Regions from separate parts of the Mus musculus genome. Here all the other regions are linked to region 4. The links are chromatin contacts, called in public Hi-C, HiChIP or PLAC-seq and promoter capture Hi-C maps. All regions are on one chromosome and are shown on one strand. Each heading gives the region's core, a stretch centred on a gene start, on an enhancer-like site or on the middle of the called end of the contact. The rest is flanking DNA. Distances are from core to core; before and after follow the strand shown.

Region 1 (5,731 bases), core at 1,844-4,343, 290 kb before region 4:
TTGTCATGTCGGCTGAGTGCAATGTGCATTTGAAAACACTGATACAACCCCAAGGGCTCGTAAGTCTCTGAAACACAAGGAGAAAACCCATATAACGTCATCTATAAGTGCTGCCATAGATACCTACCCACACTAATAAAATGCTTTCTATAATATTTTCATACTATATTTACCACAAGGATGAGTGGTTCCAAGATGGACATGATAGAACAAGGATAATCTAGAGACCCAAGTCATGTGAGCTAACAAACTGTAAAGAAAAATTTTTACAGGGGTAAAGCATCAAGTGTATTAAATAGCAAGGCCTGGAAGGGCAAAGAGCATCACAGTTGTAGGATTGGTTGGAAATGAGGATGAGAGGCGTATGAAATACAGAAAGGTCATTGACCTGATTTAAGAAGGGAAATAGTGGGAGTCTTTAACATTTACTGTTTAGTAAAATACTGTCAAATGCTTATTGACTTTTAGGAACACTAACCATAGGGATTTGTGAGAACTATGTAGAAATGTAGTGATAATGGAACCAACTTGGGGTCATTGCTAGCCGCACATTCCCTTCCTAAATGAGGCCTATGGAGTGATGGGCAGGAAAGCTGAAGTTGAAGTGTATCTTTGGTTTCAGAAGAGATTTATTGGACAGAATAATTTAAGAAATGTTGGGTCAGATAGAAAATGTAAGCTGCATTAATTTATCCAAGATAGGCTTTTATCTCACATTAATGGTTGAAATTTTAAAATTTAATCTATAGTAGTCTTGTACTGTATTTCAGTTTAACCAACAGGACAATTTTTCCCCCTGGAATTAAAGATAATGCAATAGTGCCTTATCCTGTGCACTAGGGAGAGATGAACTCTTAGTTGGTCAACTCTTGGATTCTATGGCCTGTTGTGACATATTGCCTTTCTGTGGCTTAGTCCTTTTCAGTCTCATAGAGTCTGGAGAGAGCAGATCAGGTGCTCCTGGTAAAGCTTTCGATGTTCAATGATCCAGAACTGTGTGGTGTCTCTGTGGTACATACCTTGGGAAGTAAACACTAGCATTTAGTGCTGTTATGGCTGTTGACTATGATAGCAGACAGCAGAGCATCCATTGTTCATGTTTCTCTTTCCTGGGAATTGTTTATTGCCTTCTCCAGTTCCTCCCTGTAGCTGATGATGAAGGTAGACCTCCAGATGGCATGGTTTGAATTGATCCATTTTTTCCCCTAATTGCTAGGGGGGAGTGTTGGTTCTCTAAGTTCACAATTGTTGCTGCTTCTGTAGAACAAACTGTCCTCAGCGGAAGGAAACCAAAGGAAACATACCGGGGATCATGAGCCTGACTTTCAGAGGTAGTGCAGAACGAAATGACTGACTTACAGGAGAGGCAAATGTTTAACCTTGACCTCAGAGTGGGACCTATTACACACAATGATTCCCTTTTACAAAGCTTTCTATGGTCTGAGGCTGAAGCTAGGCCATGTGTCTGTCTAGATCCCCGTGTTTCCTGTTCTACCTCTCTCTTCCTCTCCCCTGTGATGACATCCTCTGAATCCACTTCGCACAGGTATTTCTCTCTGCATCTCTGTCTCTAGGGAATTGGGGATAAAGTACCCAGTCTTTCCTTTTATATAATGTCCTCTTATTCATCTCTTTTTCCACCTCTCATCATGAAAAATAATAATATTACCTTCAGCAAAATAGAATTCTAGACCAATCCTGTCTATAGGATTTCCTTAAAGGAAATTTCAAACGTTGACATTGAAGTTAGCTTTTGGCTCAATTATTGCTTTCTGGTTGGGTTTTAAGAGTTACCTGAGAGGTTTATTGAAATTCATATTTATGAGATTATTTTGGATTTGCAGAGCCTAGGTAGTGAGACTCTAAAGTCAGTATCTTGTCAGCTCTTAGATGCCTCCCTATGGGTAGAATGGGAAACACTTGGGATGGGATATGGCCACACTGAAGGCAAAGTTCCAGGTTTGATGTATTTGAAGGCTACTGAACAGAGCATTAAAATATAAACATAGAAATATAAAAACATACACACAATTTTTCCAAGTCCAAGAATTCTATTCCAGTCATATCTCTTGAAAAAGCACAGCCAACATTTCCTCACTCTTGCCTTTTAAACATTGTTCAGGTTCAAGGTCAACTCGACTTTGAGAAAGAAAGTACATCACGGGGCTACTGAGCAGCGACTTCAAATGCCAATTTAATGCAAGAGCTCTTCATCCTGGCACACTAGAAGTTGGTTACTTATTTGTTTGTCTGACACTGTGACTTTTGCGACAAAGAGACAAGATACAACCGGAACGGAATAGCTGTGGTAGACAGTATCTCACCAGCAAAAAAAAAATGGAATAAAAAGAATTCCTCTGTTCTGGCAGTAGACATCTTCAATGCTGTCACCTAATGGGTGCTGACATTGACCTAAGTAACTGTGAAGATACTGAATTGGGATATGATACGATTTGTTTTCTGAAGACAAACGTCAGAAAGATCTAGGTGCTCTCAGCAAGACTTTCGCAGTCTGAGTCTTTCTCATTCTTTTGTGGCTCTTAGAAAAAGAGAAACACCAAGAAAAGATATTTTTTATAGGGAAAACGTTGCTTGCCTTCATCTAACATTTGGTTGAATCTGATCGTAATTCCCTTGCTGCTCCTCTTGCAGGCCAGTCACAAAGCTTTGACTTTAAGCCACACTCATAGCAAGCGATTCCATATGGGCTTTTGCTGAGCAGTAGCTGTTGTTGGCTTCTGTGTGCCAGTTAGAGATGGCTTTGAGGTAAGTCAGTATCGTACGAAGGGAAGAAAATTAAACTGATTTAGGCACCAGTAACTGCTAGCAAGCAATGTACAGTGCTGTGGCCATTATGTCCCCTATAGAAACAGGCGCTCAAACCAAGTTGTTCTCTCCGGGAGAAATCAAACCTTGCATCTGGGCTCTCCAGCCTCCAAAATTCACATCTCAGAAGGATGTGGGATTGTCAGCATGAGAAGGTGAAGCGGGCCAGGAATAATTTCCAGAGCTCTGCTTCCAGCTCCGTGATACCTTTCCACCTGGGTAAGCCATCTGAGCTGGGCACAATGACCCTGCCATCTGCTGTATCCCTCTGGGTAGCAGCCTGCCTTTTGCATACGCTTTTCGCTGGAGGAGATCTGTTGGCAGCTCTGGGGACCTTCTGAACTCACCTGAGAAGGCTCTGTGGACTCTGTAGAAGAGCATGTTTTAAGAACAAGATGAAAGGGGAAGGGAAATGAAATTAGAAAAGGAAAGTGCTTTCTGCTTTCCCTTGAGCAAGACCCTTTCTATTACCAACTGTCTTTCAGGAGGCAAATACAAAAAGTTGGATTCACAACACTGTTAAAACACAAGTAATGTGCAAGTGCTATAGTTAAAGAAAGTGCCACTCCCCTTCTCCCAGTGACAATGTTTAGGTCACTGTTAAGTCAGACCAAAGCTGAGAAATCAATACATAGGTATTTAATTGCCTCTATAAGAGAGCACATCGTTTGGAATACTGCTTAGTATAACACTTTATGTGTAAAATACATTTGTGTGCATGTGCATCCAACTTCACATATAGGCATACTCATATTTTATGTATGCACATATGCTTCTGTGTCTGTACAGTATGCCTACATGTCTAAATGTCAGTGCTTTGTGGCTATACATGTGAATGTGCATGCACATAGACATTTGTACTTATGTGCCTGTATAAGAATATGGATGTGAACAAGGGCAGGTGAACATGGGCTTTTTTTACTTAATAGTCATAAACAAGTTGTTATCCAAGGCCCAGGATTTTTCCTGACCACTGCACACATGGGAAGTACAAACATTCTATTGGCTTTAAAGGAGATATGTATCCCATATCTGATTTCTCTCTGGAACTCTGTTTACTTGAGAGTTCAAACTTTGTGCCTGTCATTCACAGATCCAAATTACCTTTCCAGTTGATCTCCTTCCCTCCCACATTCACCCTCCAAAGCACAGGGATTATTCACTCTCCTTGTGCACGCCACGCTTCTGTGACTTTCCTTCTTTTCCACCCTTTACCTACGTTACTTTTAATATGAGCGAAATGCTAGTGGCTTTAACAAATACATTTCAAAACGCCAATAGAAAAAAGTTTCTGTATTCTTTGTAGTCAGCAATCCTTTAGGTATCCTTGTCAGCAGGAAGAATGGGAAGTTAGGGCAGAGATTACCGCTTCTTTATGCCAAAGATCTCCTATCATTTTCATTCCATCCACTGTGAAAAACAGCAAGACGAACATGGGGGCTGGGAAATATTGTGTCTGGTAAGGCAACAAGTGAAGATAGCTCAGGGTCTAAAAGCGCTTACTGCCAAGCCTGACAACTGGAGCTCTGTCCCTGGAACCCAAGTGATAGAAGCTGTTCTCTGGCTTCCAAATGTACGCTGTGATATAAGCATCTGCGTGTGTATGGGCACACACACACACACACACACACACACACACACACACACACTTACATGCATGCACACACGCATGCAGCTACTCCTTTGTTGGCCACCATAGTTTCTTTAGTGGAATAAGCCTGGAGTGAGAAACTAGGCTGTTCCAACATAGAACCAAAGGCACAAAGTGGCTACTGATCATCTCTCCCGCTGCAAGCTCTGTGTGGGTACATTGCACTTATTTTTTAACAAGTATCAAGCAGAGAGCCCAGCGTAGGGGAAGAGGGTATGCACCTTCTCTATTTGTTGAATAATAAACTGGTGAATTAATAAACCAACCAAACTGATTGGCTGAGGAAGTGATCACTTGTCTCTAGATAGTATAAAACATGTTTTTCTCTCTTTTCCTGTCTTAACTGATGTGAGATCTTCCGTTTGTCCTATTGCTGAGCAGACAGAATGATCATTTTGGTTTAGTGGTTTGTAATGTTGGCTTATGTGCACTGGGAAGTTCCCCAAACTTTTCTGAGCATTCCAATTCTCTTTGTCTTCTAAGGATGTGGGGACAGTTTCCTGCTTCCTCCCACCCCCTTGACTTCATGACTCACACAATCTATATTTATTCGTCATCCACAAGGAATCTAACAGGCACTTAGGATTTCAGGGATGGCAACAGTTCATGAAACACCCCAGAGAATGACAGGTTTATTAAACTAATGCCTCAACTGTACTTTCAGAATGATATGGGCTGAGAGAGTTCTTTCCTAGTAACCTCCACAGCAGGCAGCTTCAAGCTCACAGAGTGCTTACATGCCTATGATCTCATTTGGCTTTCTCACTAACCCATTTGGTGATGGAAACTTAGGAATTTATCAGCTCATCTAGGATCAGAAAATCATGAACACTGTTTTGCAGTTGGTCCCTCTGAGTGAGCCCATTATCATATTTGTCTTTACTGTAAACTGTGATTATGATTCTGCTGGGACTTGAATGATTATTCCTCTATCACCCTTTTTGTTTCCTTTTTCTTTTTCTTTTGCCTGTGGTGAAACTCATGCAGAGGGATTCAACTGCTACAAGAATTCTTTATTAGACATCTATGAAGCATATTTTATATTCTGCTCTAAGTGGCAGGGCACCACACTCTAAGCAGCACAGTCATGATCCTTGTCCCCTTTGGGCTCATTGTCCCATGGAAGATAATGGATGGGATTCAGAAAACAAAAATCCAGATTCTGCTTTTATTGTTGTAAGGTGGCAGCAGCATACCCCATTCCAATGGAAAAGGAGCCTATAGGAAGTCATCTATCTGGGATTTTTGACCATG
Region 2 (5,778 bases), core at 2,145-4,644, 370 kb before region 4:
AGCAGGTGGAAAATGATCTCTTGATTATATCAGTTGGCAAACCACATGGCATAATTGCACACTCTCCTTTAATTATCACTTTAGCTCAATGTCCCGACAGGACTGCAGGGTAGGCCTTTGTCTGTGTGTTTCACTCTTCCTGGCTTCTTGTCTCTATCCACAGAAGTTCTTCTGGGCATAGATCTAATGATGCATCCTTCTTGAACCCTCTTTACATCCCCTAAGCAGAGCTAATCCAACCCCACTCTGTGCTCCCAGAGTATTATATCATATCATATCTTTATATCATAGTATTTAGCATGGTCTTTTAAAAAATTAGCAATTATCTATGTATATGTCTTTATGCCTACTTTAGTCTCCATGCATCCCAAGTTAGTGAAACTTAAATTGGAAAAATAAAGTGTTAAGTCAATTGTTTCCAATGAATTACATTAACATAATCTCTGTGTACTTGCTGGGAGCAAGTCCTAGTACTGGTGCATTAGTCAGGAGAGAAGAGGATATAGTGCAACGGCTTCCTCTGAGTTTCTGGTGCTGGCACACAGACATGTTTATACCTCATTCATAATATGTGCATGAAATGGGCTAGTATAGATTTTTATTCGAGGTGTGACCCAAGGACACATGATGACTGAAATCATGGTATCTGGAATTTTGCTGGTAGCCATAGCAGCAAGCAAAGGTTTGAATCATGCTCTACCCTGCCTTAGCTCAAACAGCTCATGTAGAGATAGCTGTTAAGTTGTTCTATGACTGCTAGACTTTAAAATCTACTTTTTAAAAATGCTATTCAGTGAGTAAGAATTTTAAATAGTATATTCATATTCAAATTCCACCATGTCCAAACCAAAGGTTATTTATGGATATGCTTGATCTGGCAAGGAGACCAACTAATGTTACTTTTGCTTCTATGGTGAGTCAAAGATTTAAAAGGTGGGTGGATTTCATAGGCTAAAATTGTATATTAGCATAAGATTTTTGGAAGGTGGATGGAAAAATCTCTGACATATTTGACATATTTGACTGACATCTTTGTTTGGTTGCAGTTGAGGAGGACAAGATTTTTAACAAATTTCCAGATAGAAAGAGGCCCCTGGTGGCCTATGAACAGTGGGATCAAGAGACTATGTTACAGATCTTTATTGTTAATTACGTTAGTTTGTGTATATGTGTGCTTTGTCTGTATATATGTTTGGAAAGTGTGTGTGTGCATAGTAGGCATAGAGGCCAGAAGGAAGCATTTGACCACCTGGAAAGGGAGTTATAGACAGTAGTGAGCCACCATGATGGTTCTGGGGACTGAAACTGGATCCTGTGGAATAGCAATAATGTTCTTAACTGCTGAAGCATGGGTCCATCTCCAAGAGAATCTTTGGATCCTGAGTCTAAGTTGGCGCCATGGAGTTTTGCAATGTAATTAGACAGCATTGAGTTGTTGCATTCCTAGACAGTAGGACAAGTTGTGACAGTGTTGGGCCAGGGAACAAATCTCCCTCCATCTTATTGTCTCCATACAATGGAATGGTGAATTAGATGATATCTCAGTCTTTTGATACTCTTAAGCCTGGGACTTCATGATGACTCTTGTCACAGACAAGTTGATTACATCATATTTGTCAATTCATCATGGAGATGAAGGTTGATTTTTCCCCCCTTGTGGGTAATTAGAGGTTGAAATCATGTTATGCCATGAGCCTTGCAAAGGCGTACATTTACTGAATTATGAAATTCTTTATAATAAGCAACCATCCTCTGTTCTTCAAAGATGACAGCTTTGGAGGAGGAATTATCTTTCCTAGCATCTGTGTGTGTGTATCCAGAGACTGGTGGGGTGAGCCTTCCTCTTCATACATCTCTGGAGTAAGGGCTCTTCTTAGATTGTGTACACATTCTTGCCTCTCAGACCCTAAGGCCATTCATGACCCTGCCACTTCAATGTGCAGTCGGCTGGAAATTTTTATTCAGAGGAGCTGCTTTAGGCATAGCTGCTGCCAGGCTGATGCTTCTTGCCCAGCTGCCCCATCTATGCCCCAAAGTTAGACTCTGTGCCCTAGCACAACCTGGATTCTTCCCTGCATATGGTTTCTTCACTTCAGTTCACTAGACCACTGCAGCACAGTCACCTCTGGCCAGATAGGACTGTCATTATTTTAGAAAATTTACAGTGCTCCTATTTTCATGCAAATTATGAAAAATGGATGCTTAACAATATTTTGAGCACTGGTATTTTGATAGAGCCTGTGTGCAATTCACAAAGCAGGCATCTCCTTACTCTGCTTTTGAGAGTGGATAGATATCTGATCTAGGTACAGAACGAGAAGGCCTAATGTTGACTGAGGTCATACTATATGCTTAGTGTAGGGCCATGTTCTTCTCATGCATAACAAACCACTTAATCATCAAAATTACTTGGATTGATACACTGGAACTAATTATACTCCCATTTTAAAGATGAGAAAAATGAGGCATAGGAAGATTAAAGTCACTTGCCTGGGGTCATGTATAGAATAATTACATGTGCCAGTAGTGCCATTAGAGTTGATGAATGGGCAGGCTTTCATTTTTAATTTTATGGGATGGCTGTACTTTTTCAATTTGAAAAAAAAAAAAAGGATTTTGAGCACCTTCATCTCGTTGTGCTTTTAATAGATCATCAAAATGATTCGATAATACAACAGAGACTTAGCTACTATGAATTATCTACTTAGGAAGACTCTTGGTTACAAGGATGTTTAAGCATCAGACATCGTTAAGTTTCAAGATGATTTGCTCCAGTAAGGAAAGGGAAGTATGTTGTGATTTTATATCTGGTGATTTTTATATCATGGTAGCTTGGTGGCCTAAATTGATAATATCCTGAATTCTGTCTCTGTGACCTTGCAGAGGTTTTTGGGATTGTTTTGGGTTTTGTTTGTTTGTTTGCTTGCTTGTTTGATTGCTTGAGACAGGGAATTACCTTATAGCCTTGGCTGGTCTGGAACTTGCTATGTATAATAGGCTGACCTCAAACTTTGTGTTAAGCCTCCAGAGTGCTAATTTAAGCCATCCATTCCAAACCTCCATGTCCTCTCTGCATTATGAGATCCTAGTGCTAGGCTTACATGTGTGTGCTCCCATGTCTGGTTTTGAAGGTTTTCTTTGAAAGATTATTTTCAGTGAATAAAGAGGCAAACCATTGCTTCTATGGATCATGCATGAAGCAGTGAGGAGCATATCATATTTCTATTTTCCCCCTCTCTAGCTGTCCATCTGTATGCTGGAGACCATGAGTAATTTCACAGAGAATACTATCTGAGCATTTGGGGATGCATCATGCAGATGGTATACCTGACTCCCTTTCACATATGGTCCTTCCCCAGAGAGCTGGTCTGAGCAACAATTTTCCTGAATCTTTGCAGGCATGGGCTTCAATGAACATTCATGAATTGTTCATAATTGTGTGGTATACAACTTGGTAGAGGCACACATTTGGTTTGAATCTTGATGAAGGTTTTTTTTTTAAATCCCTGTTTTTCTGGCATAAAATTCAGAACAGCAGCAATACAATCTGTTGTTTGTTTAGAGACTCTAGCAGAAGGGTGTGTGTGTGTGTGTGTGTGTGTGTGTGTGTGTGTGTGTGTTTGTGTGTGTGTGTGTTTGAACATGGAGGGTTACTCCTATAAAGTATGTTCACATTCCAATACAAATGAAATTTCTGTAACCCAGAGTTACCTGAATTAGCTATCATCATTTGGGAAGAAATTGAACTTTAGAATGAATTAGTTAAAGTTATGGTCTTATTGTAGGACACGTAAACACAGCAGAAGGGGGAGGGTCTTCTCTCAGTAGGAGTCTTTTGGACTTGGCTTCAACAGTTCTAACTTTTCCTCTACCATTCTCACCCCTCTGGTTTTGGAAACTGAGCGTTGTTGGAGAGAAAGCAAGCCTCTAAGCTGGAGGAAGAATTGCCATAGCAACATGGCAGTGAGCTCTGCCTACAAAGGTCTCCACCATGCTTGGCTTTGGGTCTTGGCCCAAGAAAAGGACTGTGTGAGTTGTCCTCAACTTCTACCCCCCACTGCCCAGTCAGCTGTGACTGTGAGCTTCTCTTCTTCCCCAGGTAGACTGTCTCCCAGGCCTTAGCATACCTCTGTAAACTTGATCTTCCTTTTTCCCCCCACAATGCCAGAGATACTCAGTGCCAATTTATTTACATGTTTCAGATTATGGGCCAGACTTGCATGAGGCTTGGTTGGCAGCCACCTCCTGGTTGCAATTCAGTGCTCAGGGGAAGAGTTCTTTCTGATTGAAATGACACTCAGAGGAGAAAAGGCTACAAGCCTAGAGGGGATGGGAGGCTGGAACAGGACAAAGTGGATGGGGGCTGCACTTTCATATACAAGACTGGAGTTCAAATCCACTTCTTAGAAATATCACAGAGCTAGTCCCCTCCCCCCATAATTGAATAACAGATACATTTTACAATGCAAATGATCTCAGTAATGCAATACTGAGTCAAAAATAAGACTTAGATCACCTACCTCACAATCAATTTCAAACCGAAGCAATGGTATCTATACAACCTATGTTTGGTTGTGATTTTGAAAGACAGTGTTTGTGTGAGCATTGCACATGTGTGTATAGAAGAACAAGCCATGCGTGGTTACCTGAAAACAAGGACTGGATTGTGTATGAGAGTGGAATTATGAATATCCATTACTACATTTAACATACATAGATCATTAAAGTAAGGTGGATATGCCTGAGCCAGTAATGTTGGTAATTTCTGAGACACAATTATGGTTAAATCATTTTTGTATATTTGAGGGCTAAAAAACCAAATTGCAAATGAAACACTCATGAATTATGTTTGTCAGGCATCCAGGTTTCCCAACCCTTAGTCACCTTCCCTGAAAAGTTAAAGGTTTGAGATCATTCAAATCTCCATCTGTTTTAGGCAGGAAAGCAACAAGGATGGGAAAGGCTGCCTATCTCTGACTGTATCAGAGCTTCAGCCCTGATCACATAGTACTGTAGGACCAGAATTACCCATGTGTTCCTCGTCACTGATATTTTGATGTTACATGGTAATATCTGAGGTCATCACATATGGTGTTAATTTACTCAGTTATAAGGATCCTTGTGAGCATAATAGAAAGAACATCAATCTAAATATAAAGGCTATGAGTTCTCTCATGGGGCATAGTACCTTCCAAAGACAACAAGAGAACCCCAATACCAGGAATGAGAAGTCTTCTTTTGAGTGTTGTTCAGGGTTGTCCCAAAGACTCCTAAAACATTACAGGCTATTTCTGTTACCTTTGGTTGCCTCCCCAGAGATGGAAGTTAAGTCCCTGTTGCTGAAGACATCACACACATCAGGCACTGGACTGTACTGGCTAGTTTTGTGTCAACTTGACACAGCTGGAGTTATCACAGAGAAAGGAGCTTCAGTTGAGGAAATGCCTCCATGAGATCCAACTGTAAGGCATTATCTCAATTAGTGAGCAAGGGGGAAAGGCCCCTTGTGGGTGGGACCATCTCTGGACTGGTAGTCTTGGGTTCTATAAGAGAGCAGGCTGAGCAAGCCAGGGGAAGAAAGCCAGTAAGTAACATCCCTCCATGTCTTCTGCATCAGCTCCTGCTTTCTGATCTGCTTGAGTTCCAGTCCTGACTTCCTTTGGTGATGAACAGCAGTATGGAAGTGTAAGCCAAAAAAACCCTTTCCTCCCCAACTTTCTTCTTGGTCATGATGTCAACACTCATAATACCAGAAGCCACCATAGGAACTTCCAAAGG
Region 3 (5,802 bases), core at 46-2,545, 300 kb after region 4:
TGTGTCTCTGTTTTACAAAAGATAGGTAAGAGAACTAGTTAGGTAAGTTGTGGATTGTGGTCATGAAGCTGATAAACGTTCATTTAGCATAAGGTTTATTTCTACACACTAAAAGCTATCCTCTCTATAAGAAGCCTTAAGACATTTCATGTTTTCTCCACTTTCTGCATGAGATTGGGAGAGACCAAATAATGTTCTGCAGTCATACAACCTAACAAATAGAGGCAAACTTTAATCCAGGTCCTTGCTACTCCAAACCCTGTGTTCTTTGTGCAATATGATCCTACCTTTCTCTATCCAACCATTTCATCATAAGTTCCTTCAAAACAATCAGATCATGATACCCTAAATTCATAAAGAATATATCTTAAAGTATAATATTTCTCCCCAAATATGCTGTAGGATCCTAAAATTAAAGAAGAGCCAATGACCAAATACTTGCTGCATGTTATAATTAGTCTTGAAAACTCACCATGTATGTTGGCAGTAATGCTTGGCCGATTACTGCAGTCATTGAAAATGTATTTTAGTTCTCCTGCAGTTAGTGCCATAACAGTGCTTTCCTGAGTAACAAACTTTGGGAAACCACATCAGGCTACCCAGGTCTCTCCCAAGGCTTCAGAAAGGATTGAAGGTAATTTTGAGTACTCAGATTGACACTGGAGGGGGCAGAGTATCCTGAGTTTCTGTGAGTCGTAGAAAAATATAGAAATAAGTCTTGTGGTTTTATAGGTTCTGACCTCTGTGTGTCTCGGTCCCTCTGTCTATCTATCTCTCTGTTTTTGTCTTTCTTTGTCTGTCTCTGTCTGTCTCTGTCCCTGTATCTATCTATCTCTCTGTCTGTTTCTATCTCTCAGTCTGTCTCTGTGTTTGTCTCTGTCCATCTGTCTATCTGTCTCTCTGCCTGTTTCTGTCTCTGTCAGTCTCTGTCTCTGTGTCTGTCTCTGTTTCTGTGTTTGTCTGTCTCTCTGTCTCTGTCTCTGTCTCTGTCCCTCGGTCCATCTGTCTTTCTGTCTCTGTCTATGTCTGTGTGTGTGTGGTATATATATGTCCATGCAGTATATGTGTGTATGGTGTATGTATAGTGCATTTTTGTGGAGAATAGAGGGTACAATCTTCTTGTATAGCTGAGACTACAGGAATATCCTGGAGTTTAGGAACAGCTTGATCCAGTTGCCCAGACTCTATTTTCAGTCTGCTTCTGTCTTCTGACTTCCCTTCCTTGTATAAGCAGCTAGGAAGTGGCGGCTAGCTCCAGACTTCTTCTGCCAGTACAGTAACACCAGTGAAAACATGACTTTTGAGCAATATAGAAACAGTGACTCACTATGACTCTCACTAGCATTCCTATGCTATGCTGGAAGCCTAAAAGAACTAGCTGGACATGAGCCAGTAGCGTCATAAAAACTAGTAACTTAAATACAGCCTTGGAGCTGTTGCCACAGCACGGGGTTGCCTGTGGCAGTGTCCAGGTACCTGAACATATGGACCATCAGTGCCAAAGTCTTTTGAGCTTTCACTAAGGAAAAAATATAGGTTCCTGCCGACATTTCTGTTTTCCTTATTTGTTTTCCTGCCAAACACACACATACACACACTACTTGTGAATTCTGTGTCAATACCATTACCACAGGACCCAACTATCTCAGAGCATATCATTAAATAAAATATAAATTTTGTATGTATAGCATTTTATAAAAGTGGTTTAACTGGGAAAATTTTAGTAGTGTTTGTTAAAGAATAAAAATAGGCTTCATCCTGTTACTATTGATGACTCAGACTTACTTAAAATACTGTTAAATATAGCTAATGCCAAGAATAAATATAACTATAAAGCTTTTATTTTCTAAGCATCCATAAAATAAGTATTTAAAAGTCACATTTTTGTCACTTACAGCTATTTGACAAGCTGGAATCGTTCTATTTAGCCAAAAGAAAAGATAAGACAGTTTTTGACATTAACATTCCTAATCTGATGTGTTTTTCCTGCCTCAACTATCCCATGTCCTTCCAGAAAGTAATTAGGTCATCCAGACAGTGAAAGGCCAGGTTTGTTGGTCATCTGTTTGTCGCCATTATTCTCAACAGACCCCAGATAATTCTCATTTCCTTATCTCCAGAGGCAACACACTCAACAGCCCCACACTGGAGTTAAAGAGTACACTGCTGGAGAAGTGTGCATGCTCCAATGCTACTAAAACCCACCACCTAAGTACTCTCTTCTTTCCATGGAGTAGGAGGCATGGCTACTTTTCTATGAAAAATATGAGAGAACTAATCGGAATATTCAAAGCTAAACTTTTAGTTTCTTCTGTATGGTGTTTGTTTCAATCATCTCAGTTTCAAAGTTTATTTTCATGCAGGTATTTCTAAATAACTCACTCACTAGGTCTCTGTACTAAGTCAAAATGCCAATCAAAATAATGAAATACTATTAAATAGCCCTCATTTCCCCTTACTACTGATTCTTTTATATGTGAGAGCATGGTATCATTGTAAAGGCTCTACATGAATTCAACGCCAATCACGTACCCTCTCTAGACACTTGTTTTCATAGCCTTCCATGGTACAGTGTTCCAGTGGCTTCTTGGTGGAATTTTTATGGGGAAACACCTAGACTGTCTGTGTGTGTTAAGACAACTGTAATACCCCTGATTACTATCCATTCAACCAAGTCTACCGTTAGGGTAAAAAAAAAAAAAAAAAAAAAGTATGAGTTAGCAGACAATAGCACCAGGCCTTTGTGATGATGTATAAGAATACATGCCTATCTGTTATTTAAGAAGGAACAATTCTATAGCTTTCACTAAGTAGCACTGAGTCTACTTATCTAGCCTTAAAAATATATCATAAACTCGGAGACCTGATGCCTTAAGAAACCATTGACTTTGTTATTAATAGGACACAATGTTTCCCTGTTTTTAACATTTATTTGTTTATTTGTGTACCTGTTTGTATATAATATTTGTGTGAGTGGTATGGAACACATGTGCTATGACACACATTAGCGGTCAGAGAACACATGTAGGAGTGGATTCTCTCATTTTGATCTTTGATTCCAACAACTGAACAATCTTATATTAGTGTGATTATTAATGTGATGATAATATTAATACTAATAATAGCTGTTCATCAGGCATTAAACTTTTTCTACTCTACACACTGTTCTCATTGTTTTCAATCCTGTTTATTATTCCAACATCTGCATGATACAAGCAGAATAATTCTATTCTACAGAGGAGAAAGCTGCAGCTCAGAAGCATGAAACTCAGCAATACAAGTAGCTCCTGTAATAAGAAGCTGGCATTCAGTCTCAGGACTAGTTTCATGACTATTTTTTTTTAAAGAGTTGGTACGGCTTTTGAAGCCACCATTGTCTAGCGCAAGATTATAGGTTATTGTTTTTTCTTTGACATATTGACTAATGCTTCTCAGTGATGTTATTTTTTCTTCCTTTGGTTTGTCTTTGAAGAGGAAATGCTCAAAAACAGAAAGGGCAGCGATCGCACAACCTATGTTAATCAGATTAATATTCAAAGTTCCAAGCTGTACTTGTATACACATTTAGTCATGCAATTAATAAATTAATACTTTACTGATTTTCTTCTCTGTGCTAGGCACTGATAAAATAATGATAGAAATGCTAACGTGATCTAGCTCGGGAAAGAAACTTTCTGTACCCCAATCAAACTGATCAATCTTTAAAAACAAATACTTTTTCTTATCAGCACCATGATTCATCTTAAAACAGAGGGTCTGCTGAAGTTTGTTTGAACATTGTTACAATAGCTTTGAACATTATGATAGCCAGTTTTCAAAGTAGTCTGCCAGCTAGTGTTTAACTTTACCCAGAGGGTCTAATATCATACAAATAATAAACTAATTTTAAAAGAAAACAGTGTTCACCTTTAAAAATGTATTTAAATACTGAGTAAATTAATAAAAAATGTATGAATGTCATCTCATTTTACTGTATTCTTGAAAGAAAGTGAGTGCCTGAACCAAATATTTAGCAGTGGGAATTATAAAATCATAAGACGATTAAGTTAGCTAGTCTTAGAATTCCAATATTGCTTTTTAAATGACTTCAGGATATAGGAGGTACTAAGGTTATTATCTGTTATCTGGAATACAGTGGAATTGTACAACTGGATAATAACCAAACAAACTGACACAATGTAAAATTACATTATCAGTGTGTTAAAACAAAATTGCGCCCTAAAGGAGTCCACATGCCAGCTCAGAGCTGCAGTGTAATTATGCTTAACTCTGATAATTAAAATACAACGGAGATCAACAGAATCATTTTCATTAAGAAAATTATTAATGATGGTGGTATAGCAGTAATTGATTGCAGAGCACCACAGGATAACGTGACGCTGGAAACCCAACTTGTTTCATGATCGTCTGAGGCTTTTTGTGGTTATGTTCTGTTAAAATGGGAAATACATTTTGAGGCATGAGCAGTTTATTATGCCTGCTCTGAGAATCAGTGATTGGGAAAATGGCTGATTTAGAAAATCACAGTTTTGATTCAAAGGGTCATTGTGGAGAGGTTTGCAAGGTCAAGACAAGCGGCCCCACCAATGATGGAGTTATTGTTAACAGAGTTTTCTATTGCAAATAGCAGAATGGCCGCGTGTTCAGCAAATATTGGACTCTCTGCTGTTTCCATTTCTTTCTGTGCATTGCCAGGTTTTACAATTGTGCTAATGGCTTACTAGTATTGTGTTGACCCAAGTCTGCTTACACATTTACAGTTATTAATGTATGTCATGTATGCAAATCTATACTTGTTTTCATACAGATGTCATGGTGGGTTTACTAGTAAATAAGCCTGTAATATATCATTGTTACCTTAATGAGGGAGATGTGCTAACATGTGGTAGAAAAAAATATTTTAAACCCACTTGGATCCATATATGAGTGAAGCTTGTGTCTCTTGAGGGATAGAAACTAAGTTAGACTGTTGGCAAATGATAAGAACTGGGGATATATCAGTGTTATGTGTATAAAAATGAGAAATGAAAAGCAGGGTCTTTGGAGAGGTGAATCACTATCATGTGAGGATGTTAGCTTGTCAGTCAAACAGATGATAATCTTGAAAGCTACCCCCAGAAGTATCTTTGTCAGCTAAACTGAGGGACAACTCCTAAGAGTAAAATTTTTTAGAATAAGACATCCTAAATAGCTTTTTAAACATCATACAGAATAGATGAAGTTGTTGCCTTATAATGCTAGTTGAGAAAAGCAGAAAATATGCTTTTGTATCCACTATAATTAGAGTAACATTTAAAAGCATATGCACAAGAAACAGAGGGAAATAAAATTGCATGAAATTGCAAAAGTATTTCTGTAAGGAGAAATTTGTGGCCATTATTTGTCTCTACTTATGTTACTTATTTGAGAGAGAAGCTAAACTCCAAGAGGCACTAGCAAAGTACTTGTGCAAACCACTGGACTTTGAGGCTTGTATCCTCTCTTATAAATAAACTTCTTAGAGTTTTTTTCCTCATAGAGTTTAAGAAAAGTACTTACATATTCAAATCCTATGTCTTAATCTGTTCTCAGACTCATTCATTCATTCACTCATTCACTCATTCATTGCATTCCACTGCTGGAGATGAAACCCTTGTCTCCACGTCTACACATGGGCTGGGAACCTGTTGCACCATTGCATGATTTCAGCCCTTCTTTTATGATTCAAACCCTAGAATAAGAAATGTTTAATTCACAAAATCCTTATTCCACAAAAATTGATGTTTTTGCCCCTGCTTATATAATTAAACTTTCTTAATACAC
Region 4 (5,498 bases), core at 1,659-4,158:
TAGTTTTGGAACTGGTCTTCCATTTTTTGTCAGACATGGTTTCTTGCTAAGAGTATCTATTTGAGAATATATACAATGATATTCTCATTGAGTTTATAATCAAATTCCTTCTAATGCTTCTCTCCTAATCGGTCTCTCCTAACATGCATTTTTGCTTCTGAGAATTTAGGAAGATGACTAGAAGGGGAGCTATTCATTTCAGATTGATTGCAGATCAATCCTTTAAATGTTTGAGATGCTATTATTAGAGATGCATGTTCTCTGCTTTAAAATTAACTATCATTTTATATGGGATTTAAAAGGATTTCTTACAAGAAGCAGAAACTTTTCTAAACAAACCAATATGTAGGCATTAAGTCAGTGAGTTTCAAGATGAATAATTCATTTTTAAGTAAATGAGAAATTATTTTGTGCGGTTACTTACACATTTGCACATGTATAGTTAATCGTCATTGGCGACACGGGGCATTACTTGTGAATTGTGGTTTTCAATATCACAGACACATTTGTTGCTGTGGTTTTGCAATATCGTTTCCTGATGCTTTGCTCAACTGTGGTTTTCATAATCATTGTTTGGTAGCCATGTAACTGGTTTGGAGCTGCTAGATCCATTTGGACAGAGATAATTGCTTATAGGGTTTGCTGTCTTTTCATTTTATAATCATGGTGAGTTAAACTAGAGAAAATAAAAATTGAACCTTAAATGTAATTCATAGTCTCATTTAAAAATGATGAGAAATAGATGTAGGAGTGTTCAGTTTATTTCATTCATACAAACTGGAATTGATAAACATTTATGCATTTAGATAAAGTAGTATACTATTTGTAACAATGTACTCTGGTTATTTTATCAACCTTTCCTTAAATATTCTGACTTTTATTTCTTTCAGCTTTTAAACTGAATATTGAGGTCTGATTTATTGGTATCTCTTTTGCTTTGCATATTTAACCATTTCAGATGCCAAAAGAAACACTAAGTGCTGTATTATTTTAATTCCAGGGGACATTCCTTTTGGGTGATGTAAGTCAGCCAATTCTATGAAAGATCTATGAAAACAGTAACGTACAATAAATCCAATTCTAAGATTCTGTGCATGCCAATTCAACTATAATGATTTGAGAATGAGGGGGCTAAAAAGCTCCAGTCTCTGTTTTTTAACCCCCCCACACACACACACACACAAATACAAATAACCTTGCTTTTCATGGTACTTAGGATCATAATTTGTTGGCCCTTGCAGGCAGGGACTTGGTCATTAACTGCCTTTTCCGTATCAAGGACCATGTACTGTACTGTCATAACCTCATATGGTCATATAGCTAATGTGATGTAATAAGACAAGTGGCCTTCAGCCTTGTGCTAAGATTTGCTCAGCCATACCTTTCATGAGGTAACTCTTTACACCTTTAAAAAGATGTTCTGATGGAGTAATCATCAACACTGAGTAGAGTGCCTTTTGTACATGGAGCCTCCTGCCATCCTTCACTGTGCTCAATCAGCCCAGGCTCTGTGCTGATCCCAGACCCTCTTAGAGCATCATCTGGTGATGCTCACACGGATGCTAGTCAACCAAAGAAAGAGGACACAATTTCAGGTCAGAGTGGACAAGTTCATAGCCTCCTTGGGGAAACTGGCAGTATCTAGGGAATCCATGGCAACTTCACAGGAGTTTATTAGTAAATAATGATACATAAAGTAGCTGATTCCACACAACCCCATCCCTTCAGCACACCGGAAAGAATTGCATTTTGTACTCACCCTATGCAAAACTGTGGGAACCTAAGCTAACCTTGCTCACCTTAATTTTACAAAAACAATCCTATGCAATCCCCTCAAAATAATGTTCTCTTGTGCCTTACCATTTCTCAAACCGTAAGCATACATTGAATAAATAAGAAAGACACAGAACTCAATAAACCAAAGAACCAGGAAATAGTTGTTGGGTCTTACCTGATTGAAAAATTAGGACAAGATCAAATCTTTTATTAGCTCCACGGTGCTTCCCTGTGGCAGAACTAGGAGAATGGAAGGTCATGGGGGCAGGGTGGAGCTGCAGAACTTCCACAGACTTCATAAAAAGTTAGTATTTCCTATTAGAGATGATAGTTCCCTTCCTACCTACAACGAATAATCTAGCTAACCTTCGTCCTTTTGGATGTGAGAAAAATATCTGCCTGACTTCCGATTCCGGGATTTTACTATTTCAAATGGAAACTCAAGCAAGATGCAGAAAAGCACTTTGAGCGCAGCTCATCACCCGACTCTTGTGGGCCTAGTGGGGGATGGTCCGGGTCCGCAGCAGTCTCCTGGGAACTCTGACAGCGATGAAATGGTCTCCTGAGAGCCCAGGCAGATGAGAGGACTTAACGGGCCCCAAGACACACAGTTGGCATTTGTGATCAGCTGGCTTTCGCTGGGGACTTTGCCAGTGGCCTAACCTTCCTGCCAAGAAACTGTGAGGGCGGAGGGCAGGGGCTCCAGGAGGGGAGCAGTAACTGGAAGCACAAAGTTTATGGAAGGAGACTGAGATTTCTTTGTGCCCTGCTAGATGGGCGAGGCATTAGGGAGGAGAGTTAGAGGGTCCATTGGAAGAGGCTGTTGGAAGAAGTTGCTGGAAGGGGAGCGGGGGAAGGGTGGCCTGGCAGCTGCCCAGCATTGACGCGGTGACAAATGCAGAAGGTGGCCCCCTCCAAACCTCACGTCTCCCCCCACCCCATCAACCCCTTCAACTCCCACCCACGCCGCGATCCCCTTGCACTCCACGCGACCGAGGCCGGGCTGTGAGTTTGCATCCGGACTGGCTTTGGATGCAGCCAATCCTCCTTTCGCTGATGGCATAGTCTCCCCTCCCCACAGCCCGGGCGCGCCCCTCCCTCGCGCGCCTCGCCACCTCCCGCAGCAGTGCGAGCGCGGCGCGGCCCGGAGCGGCAGCGGCGGCGCCTGAGTCTCTGCCCGGCAGCCGGGGACACGGAGAGCGAGCGCGCGCCTCCTCCCGCACCCTCCGCCCCTCGCAGCCCGGGTCCCCCTGCGCTCTCTCCTCCCCTCCCTCCTTCTCTTCCTTCTCTTACCCCTCCACCCCCTTCTTCCCCTTTTCTCTCTGCCTGGCCGATCGCTCCTAGATTCCCATCCTCCCCCCCACAGCCCCATCGCTCTATCCGTCGCCCCCTCCCCTCTTCCCTGTCACACTCTCTCTGCCCCTTGCTCGGCCTCTCATTTGCTTGCTCATCTCCAAACGTGGATCCGCCGCTCCCGGAGGAGCCTAGCTCCGGGATCCCGAGCGCACGGAGCACCTGGAGTCCGACCGGCGGCGGCCCGAGCCTGCCCAGAGGCAGAGGCGGCGACAACCCAGGGAACCGTAGCGGGAACCGCAGACACCGCAGGAACCCCAGCGGCAGCGGCCGCGGCCGAAATGTCCCGGCGAAAGCAGAGTAAACCCCGGCAGATCAAACGTAAGTTTGCGCGCGGGACTGGGAGTTGGTGGGATCGGTTCCTGGGAGAGGGGCGCACGCGGAGGGAAAGATGGGAGACACTCGGGGAGATCCGCTCCTAGTCCTCGAGATTTGTCAAACTTTGCAAGCTATCAGGGAAAACCAGACGGCCGCAGACAGATGCACAGCCAGTTGGAGCGCCGGGCAGCCGCAGCCCAGTGTTTCTCCAACCTTCGCGCTCCCGGGTTCTCGGTTATTTCAACTCTGGTTTGCTGCAATCGTCGCCCTTTTTATGCTGAAATCTAACAGGACAATCCGCTCCCGCAGAGCTTAGTATGATTGTTGTCCTTGTTGTTGTCCTGGCGGTTGGCCTACCACTCTTGGGAGCATGTCTTGGTAACCCGGGATGAAGTTCTCAGAGCTGGTGGAGGCCACCGGGCTAGGGAGGTAACTTCCCCAGTGCGGTGGAAAATCAGTGTCTGGGGACCCAGTCCTGGGCGGTACCAAACGCTTTGCCAAACCCGAAGTGAAACAAAAAGTAGGTGTAAAAGTTCGCGCCTCTGTTGGAGACAGCCGCGCACCCCCTCCCTGCCTGCCGCGCACCCCCTCCCTGCCTGCCGCGGTATTGGGCTGCACCCGGGGACTTCGGGTGGGTCCCACTCACGGCGCCTGGACACTGTGTAGGGCGGGCTTCAGTTTGCCACTGGTCAAGGAGCGGAGTCCCCACTGGGAGGGGCCTCCTTTGCTTCTGGGCTCACAGGATTTGAGTTCAAGGTAGCCCATACTCTGGTGCTGTTCCTAGTTCCTGACCCCTACCCCTGGGTCCCTGGGTGCGGGTCCCTGCGGTGCCAGAGACACCTGCCTGCCAGAAATCCACAATCTCACTAAATTCTTCTAGGCCAACTTTTTTCACCTTAGGAAAATTATTCCTGTGTGTTCGATAGGCCTGCAATATATCTTCAATCCTTTAATCTAAAAAAAGTTAAAGGCCTTATTAATTTGAAGAAGATGATGATGATGATAATAATAACAATAATATTTTATGAGTTCTGTGATGTATTTCTGATTTTCCGTGTTGTTGAGGATCTGGCTACTCGTTTAAAACTAATTATCATGTAATTTTAGTATATTGCTTTAGTATTACCCTTACCTCATAGGTACCCTACATGCAAGTCAGAATTTCTTTTTGGTGTAGTTTAAAAATAAATCTTATCATACAACTTGTCCTTGAGATTGGGGGCAGGCTATACATAGCTTGCTACAGTTGATTATTCAATATGCATAATATAGTACACTCACACTCCCTGCCTCTCAGATGTAATTCCCTGGCTTTAACTCAGTGGATTTCTGTCCCTGTGTGCCAGTTCTCAGTCTAAACAACTTATTTCAAACCAAGGAGTGGACCTCACTTTTGGCGGAAAGCCTACCTAATCCTGTGGCAACACTGTCCTGGAAGACTTTCACTTTTTGGGTTCTCTGTGCCATCTAATTACCTTCTCCGTTTTGATGCTGAGTTGATCAGAGCCTTTTGTTTACATTGTACAGTTTATTGTACCAAATGATGTTTAGTATAAAAAAGTGGTTAGAAACATTAAATGCAAATGGTTTTAGTTCATGACTGTCGCCTAGATTGTTAATAAATAATTAATATTAATTGATTGTATGCTACAAAGACCATCTGATTCTACTTGGGAAGACTTTGTTATCTTCTCAATTAGCTACATTCATTTTTTTTTCTCTTCTATGTCCACCTCATATAATTGAAGATTAAAGCATTGGAACTAATTGCTGATGCTACTCTGTGTTATAGGTCGTAAAACATTTTGCTGGCTTATTTGAGTGGTGTGATTTATTAACTACCAAAAATCTGTGAAAGTTGTTTAATTGGGAAAAGAGCAAATAAATATATTTTATATATTTGTGTAGTTGTTCATAGGCATCATTCTCTGCTGATCTGTTTATACATTTGTAATATCTGTGCATTTTAGGCTTGTCTTGGATTCACTTTGGGATTACAGTGGCAATCTATGCAAATGTGAACTCCTCCTCTCTCCTTCCACTGTTAAGGA

What was found. Promoter capture Hi-C pulls out the DNA fragments that hold promoters and counts their contacts. A called contact is a pair of places that touch in the nucleus more often than the background predicts. HiChIP or PLAC-seq counts read pairs in DNA pulled down with a chosen protein or histone mark.
Region 1: a Hi-C map of cerebellar granule neurons shows a contact between it and region 4, with 2.7 times the contacts expected there. The contact joins the enhancer-like site here to the promoter of Zfpm2 in region 4. A contact is called at or near these places in 6 of 39 promoter capture datasets (cancer-associated fibroblasts, cranial neural crest, frontonasal cranial neural crest and 2 more), 15 of 484 Hi-C or Micro-C datasets (the HL-1 cell line, Sertoli cells, adipose-derived mesenchymal stem cells and 8 more), 6 of 115 datasets of contacts at active chromatin or transcription factors (embryonic fibroblasts, embryonic hindbrain, fetal liver and 3 more) and 2 of 9 other capture datasets (embryonic tail and pancreatic islet).
Region 2: a promoter capture Hi-C map of hippocampal neurons shows a contact between it and region 4, with 2.3 times the contacts expected there. The contact joins the enhancer-like site here to the promoter of Zfpm2 in region 4. A contact is called at or near these places in 2 of 39 promoter capture datasets (hippocampal neurons and liver) and 2 of 115 datasets of contacts at active chromatin or transcription factors (embryonic forebrain and forebrain).
Region 3: a contact with region 4 is called in an H3K27ac HiChIP or PLAC-seq map of embryonic fibroblasts, with 3 times the contacts expected there. The contact joins the enhancer-like site here to the promoter of Zfpm2 in region 4. A contact is called at or near these places in 9 of 39 promoter capture datasets (the 3T3-L1 cell line, 3T3-L1-derived adipocytes, embryonic stem cells and 3 more), 5 of 484 Hi-C or Micro-C datasets (Sertoli cells, adipose-derived mesenchymal stem cells and embryonic fibroblasts) and 12 of 115 datasets of contacts at active chromatin or transcription factors (the NIH/3T3 cell line, astrocytes, cardiomyocytes and 9 more).

The regions. Positions count from the first base shown.
Region 1 is chr15:40,359,333-40,365,063 of GRCm38.p6, forward strand. No RefSeq gene overlaps it. Among named protein-coding and RNA genes, the nearest start is that of Gm41311, 19 kb to the left of the region's middle. Within about 2 kb of position 3,094, at least 13 of the 459 cell types and tissues checked have an H3K27ac peak or open chromatin away from gene starts, as enhancers often do. A contact at or near this core is called in the HL-1 cell line, cerebellar granule neurons, cerebellum and 1 more, where this site is marked.
Region 2 is chr15:40,277,272-40,283,049 of GRCm38.p6, forward strand. No RefSeq gene overlaps it. Among named protein-coding and RNA genes, the nearest start is that of Gm41311, 63 kb to the right of the region's middle. Within about 2 kb of position 3,395, at least 8 of the 459 cell types and tissues checked have an H3K27ac peak or open chromatin away from gene starts, as enhancers often do. A contact at or near this core is called in hippocampal neurons, where this site is marked.
Region 3 is chr15:40,957,031-40,962,832 of GRCm38.p6, forward strand. The region is part of intron 5 of Zfpm2 (zinc finger protein, multitype 2); the gene reads left to right. Among named protein-coding and RNA genes, the nearest start is that of Gm46502, 210 kb to the right of the region's middle. Within about 2 kb of position 1,296, at least 55 of the 459 cell types and tissues checked have an H3K27ac peak or open chromatin away from gene starts, as enhancers often do. A contact at or near this core is called in the NIH/3T3 cell line, adipose-derived mesenchymal stem cells and embryonic fibroblasts, where this site is marked.
Region 4 is chr15:40,652,134-40,657,631 of GRCm38.p6, forward strand. Zfpm2 (zinc finger protein, multitype 2) reads left to right here and starts at 2,909. Exons shown (of 8, transcript NM_011766.5): 1 at 2,909-3,450. The coding sequence starts at 3,411.